Regions from separate parts of the Zea mays genome. Here region 1 is linked to region 2. The links are chromatin contacts, called in public Hi-C maps. All regions are on one chromosome and are shown on one strand. The core of a region is the stretch at or near the end of the contact, and the rest is flanking DNA. Distances in the headings are between cores, read along the strand shown.

Region 1 (2,725 bases), core at 211-2,710, 490 kb before region 2:
ACTTATGTTGGAAGTACACCTTAACTCATCTGAAAACAACTTATCAGGTGATGCATTATAAGTTCATTCCATCAATTTTGGTGGAATTAACTCACTCCTCATGTATATACTAATTATTAGCTTATAAGGAATGTGGTGGTGATGGATCAACTCATTCTATTCCACAAACCAAATAAAAAAGTGAGGAGTAAGAAGAAGATGGATCACTTCATTCCTTAAACCAAACACATCCTAAACTTCCCTTTAGTATAATTCCTTCTTTTTTCCAATGTGACTCCATTTAGTAATTAATAACCAAAAATGGGAAAAACTCAGAAACAGAAGCTCTATTCAAATGTTCTTACACTGGATCACCAAGTAATGATAAACAAGTTTAGACTTTGCATAAAAGTTTACTGTTAGAATGTGACTCTAGGAATTGAGTATCTTCTGTTACAAGCTTGTATCTTGAAACCAACTATAACTCTTGAAAAATATAAGAGATGCCATTTAAAAAAACGTGCCAGTCACCAAAAGTTCCTGATAAGAATATACCTTGCTTCTAGTGTGAAGAGAATAAAACTTATAATAGTACAATGTGCAAGGAGAGTACCTTGATTCCAGTGCAACATCCTTTCGCCTCTTCTTGCTTTTAATCTGGGAGAAAAGCGAAGACATAATAGACCATCAGTGACTCCAATTTCTTCATATATATAGTGTGATCTGGCTTTCCTAATCACTGAACAAGACGTACAACTTCATAATTAGGAATATGCCCGTTAGAAGATGACTCCATTTCCTTCTAACACTAGTCCTTGCAAAACATGTGCTGCAGATAGAAGTAGGGAGGGAAATGGAGCATTGAGTCTACATACTTTTCTCTTATTGGTAGAATCCGCACTGAAGCCACGCCCATTGGCAGCAAAGCATCGAAAACTGAATACATTGTGGGTCATATGGAGAACCATCTTCGAACCACTGATACCAACGCTATGCCCAAATTGTTGCAACCATCCCTACAACATAGTCAAATTTTCTTCCATGATGAACGTATCCTCTGAATAAAGTAACGGTCCCAAAAATCAAAAGGCTCAAAGATATCAACCATTGTTATCATTTCTAATTTATGCAAAATACTTATAATCAAGAGTTGCAACAAATTTCTGCCCCTCCATTCAGGAGGAGGGGCAGCCGCAGTAAAAGAACATGGGTGTACACATATAAATTTTTGCCAAAAGTTGGAAGTTGGCAGGCATCAAATACTAGCAAATAGCTCTATGATAGGGTTTGGGTGCTCGGTTTCACACAGCGGGAAGGGAACAGAAGGAGGGGATTACCTGGTGGATGTTCATCGCCGGCAAATAGACCGACGAAGGCCTCGGAACCTGGCGTTAGGCGGCGGCAGTAGCCCCCCGCCTCACCCAGCCGTAGCAGAGAGGAAGGAGAGAGACAGCACTCGGGGTGAAGACACGTGAACGGATGCTGCGGTGTGAGAATCCAGTAGTACACAATGAACGAACGGGATAATGCGTTCGAACAAAAAAAGATGAAGGGTATTCTGAGGTATTCCTTTTTATTTTTATAATACCCTTTAAATCCAATTTTATGTTCGGTTGAAAGAATATAAATATGACTAGGTGAGTGCCCGTGCGTTGCAACGGGGACATATAATATCGTAGTAATTTATGTACATCTAGACAGTGTTAGGTAATACATGAAAACAAACAATATATATATTATCTTCGATCTTAATATCTTATAGGTATGTGCTCGTACATTGCAACGGAACATAAATTTATATAAATTGACGAGCCTCTAATGGCTCAGAGCCCTAGTGACAGGCGACGCGAGCGCAATGGTAATGGGAACCCTCATGGGGAACAGTGCCTTGTTGCAGAGGACGCGAGTCCGAGCGAGCCACCACTTGACGCCTTGAGCTCCATCGTCCTATTGTGAGGATGCATTTGCCACGAGCTCCCTATATAAAACGGGTTGCTCAGATCATAATAACTAAAACAATGGTGTGCCAAAACTTTTACTGCTACGCTTAAAGACTCAGACAATACTGACAAAGCTAACATATATCCTTATCTAATTGCCTCATTCTTGATGGCAGAAAAAATATAGATCAAACAAGCATATTAAGGTTATAGTATTGACACAAATACGCTTTCAAGATAATAACAAACCACATGTGTAGCTCAAGGTGTCTTGGCGGTAGGCACATACAAAAGCGTGGCCTCATACCCTCAGTGCATTAGAAACATGGAATGGTAACGGTGCCATGGGATTGGTAATGTTAGCCCAATACGAGGTATCCTGAAGCTTCTCATCTTCAAATCTGACGCTATCCACCTTAATCCGTTGAAATTTAGTCACAGTCTTGAGCTGTAGTAGATAAACAAAACATACCAGTGCGATCATTTGAGTGTTAAAACTATGTTTATGAGCCTATCTAAGCATGAATAGAGGTGTGGTACATAGTACAGTAGAATGTTTTTGATGCTCACATCTTGCATACTTTATCATCTTTACATCCGCCCTGCGGATGGACAAAACAGTCAGTAAACTGAAGCTGCTAAAATGTTCACTCGCAACCAGTATGATTACTGATCCATACAAAGCTTCAAGCAGAGGAAGTGAGTTGATGATCAGAAGGACAACTTACTGCAGCTTTTCGGGATGCCATAATCTCTTCTACAGGTGGTCGACCTGTCGTAGTAGGAAAAATGAGTGATCAAATTTG
Region 2 (2,909 bases), core at 112-2,611:
AAAACAATGGTTGAAATTGGCAGGGATATTGTATTTCCTTTGGTCTATCGGCTCATTGAGTTAGCATTGTTACTCCCAGTAGCAATGGCCACGGTTGAAAGGGTTTTTTCTGCCACGAAAATTATCAAAACTGAGTTGCGCAACAAAATGGGTGATTATTGGCTTAACGATTTAATGGTGATCTACATTGAGAGGGAACTGTTCAAAGGGCTTGATCTTCAAAATATTAAGAAGGCATTTCAAAAGAATAAGGATAGGCAAATGCAATTGCCTAGGTCTCCAAGACATATATAGCAAAATCAGAAGTATGACAGTTACATGTTTTGTAGCAATTTAGTCTCATTTTAGACAATGTTCTATTTCTTTATATATATCGCGAATTGTTCTACAAGTTGATTGGTTGTGTGCTAAATATTATACAACCCAGTTGTGTAGAGCCATACCTAAAAAAATTCGTCCTCTGCCACTGCATTCAAGAACCGGGCGAGATCCAGCAGTATCAATCATGCATCGGGACAGGTGCATGCCTTGCATTTTTCAACTAATATAAAGACATAGTAGAGAGAAATTTCAGTATGTTACCTAGCAGAACAATCTGGTCCTTGGCGTTGAGGCCCTTGGGCATGAAGAACTGGCACATGTTCCGACCAACATCGAAGAAGGGCGCGTGGAGGTTGTCCAGTGCATCTTGCTTCACCGATCTTCTACCATCTCTCCGCCAGATTGGAACATCCCCGTGAGGCCCTTTGGTCTGTTGCACAGCACAGGAAATAATTAGGGACAATCATCCTAAGCTAGTTGAAGGACAAAATTTTAGGATCAAGATTAATCCTACTAGCTTCTTACCAGTACAACGACGTCCCTTGCTACCAGAGCCAAGATATCGGCACATGACACCACTTCAGGGCAGGCCTGCTCCAGCTTCGCCTTCACACGGTCGATGGTGCCAAAGCCTCGCAAGATGAGGTTGGGTATCGACTCCTTCTCGGATGGCAGTCCTGGCATGGTGCTATTCAGAAAAAACAGAACCATTGCAATCCTTCAGTCGTGTTCATGAACTGCAGCTGAAGCCGTGCGCATGTGTGCTGTGTGGGAGGAGGAGGGGCGCCGCCGCGCCGGGGGGGTGGTGGACTGGCGGTGGCCGGTGGCGAACGGGGAACCACGGACGGTGGTCGGTGGCTGAGGACGAGTGGCGGAGTGGGTGTCTGCCACTCTCCCAGCCTGGGACCTGGGTGGGCGGCGAGTCCGCGACGGCTGAATGCCGACGGCGCGACTGCGCTGCGTTGTGCCTGTGCGCGACCGAGTGCTAGGGTTTGGCTGAGGGCGTGGACAGGACGACAGGGCTAGAGATGGCAACGGGTACCCAAAACCTGAAATTCGATAGGTTTTTACCCCATTAGGGTACGGGTTTGGGTCAAATTCCGTACCCATGGGTTTATTAATGGGCATAAATATATACCCGACGGGTTCATGGATACGGGTTTGTTCCTAGAGTACCCAAACCCGTGAACCCATGGGTTTTTTAAACCCGACCAAACCTTATGCATATTGTCATTTTATTTTATAAACAAACAATAAACTTGTTATCCTCCTATTTACTTCCAATTTTTTATCAAATAGTGAATGTACAAGTAGTTGGTGAGAGTGTTGCTTGCTTGCTATTATAGTTATTACTAGCGTTATATATGTGGTGGATGGATAACTTAGTGTAAGGTAACTTGATTATACAACTTATTATTTGTATTTAATTCTCTCTACCAATATTTTTTATATCAAATCATGAACTTGTTGTTCATTACATAAATTTTGGACCATGATCTTATTAATCATTACGATACTTATTGATTATAAGAAGAAAAGGCATATTGGAGATAAAACCCGCGGGTAACCTGTGGGTACCCGCTAACCCGATGGGTACGGGTTTGGGCAAAAATTCAAACCCGTCATGGGTATGGGTTTTTTAATGGGTGTAAATATTTTTCACGGGTACGGGTTTGGGATAGCAAAACCCAGCGGGTTTGTACCCGTTGCCATCTCTAGACAGGGCACTTGGGCTATTGACTATTGTCAGTTGGGCTGCGTGCGAGTGTAGAAGTGATGGGCTAGCCGACGGATTCAGGTTTCGGGTCCCGTGATAAAACCGTGGTTAGAAATCAAAAACCGTCCCAAACTCGACATATTTAGGTCCCGAACCCGTGACACCGTGGGAAAAAGTATAAACCTGTAGGGACCCGTTCTGAACCGCCTGATTGACAACCGTACTTTAATCACTGATCCTATAAAACATAAGTTTTCACCGTTTCGACTATAGTCGTGCGTCACGTGCGGAGTGTGTGATATGTTCCTCCCCTTCTCACCTAACCATAAATAAATATCTACTAGGTACGTGCCCGTGCGATGCCACGGAACGTGATTACAATGATAACGACAAAATCCACGATTAAACATAGATACATAACAATATAAATACGTAATATTATTATAAATATTTCGACCCAGATATTATTATAAATAACGCATAGAGGAATGTCAGTGTCACGGTAGTGAATCCCTTTGTGCGTTATTTCTTAGACGGCGACGTGGGTAAAGATTCACAACGTCACATGGTTGATGGCTACAAATTAATTAGTAGTTAACTAACTATGCAGTTTGCTATTCAAATTCCATGACATCATGTGATTTAAGTACGCTTTGTTAGCATGGCCCGCTTAACCTCATAGGATGAGATGGGAAACATATTATCTTGCTCCTAAGACGACATTGATGTGATCAGAGCTGACCAGTGACCACCACACATCAAGCATGCCATGTGAACTTGAATTGAAACGGCATAATGTTAGAAGACGCGTCGCAAGTGAAGACAGCTAATAAGCACATCACACCAAGCAGCTAGAGAACTTAAATGAACG

Evidence for each region. Hi-C and Micro-C count contacts between places; a contact is called where the count stands out from the background.
Region 1: a contact with region 2 is called in a Hi-C map of leaf, with 2.6 times the contacts expected there. The contact joins the promoter of LOC100193007 here to the promoter of LOC103632211 in region 2. A contact is called at or near these places in 6 of 25 Hi-C or Micro-C datasets (ear, endosperm, leaf and 1 more).

Annotation. Positions count from the first base shown.
Region 1 is chr7:31,525,085-31,527,809 of Zm-B73-REFERENCE-NAM-5.0, reverse strand. It overlaps LOC100193007 (Tetratricopeptide repeat (TPR)-like superfamily protein), which reads right to left and starts at 1,460. Exons shown (of 16, transcript NM_001138175.1): 1 at 1,317-1,460; 2 at 855-995; 3 at 593-636. The coding sequence starts at 1,331.
Region 2 is chr7:31,034,768-31,037,676 of Zm-B73-REFERENCE-NAM-5.0, reverse strand. LOC103632211 (peroxidase 1) reads right to left here and starts at 1,361. Exons shown (of 3, transcript XM_008654032.2): 1 at 847-1,361; 2 at 583-751. The coding sequence starts at 1,032.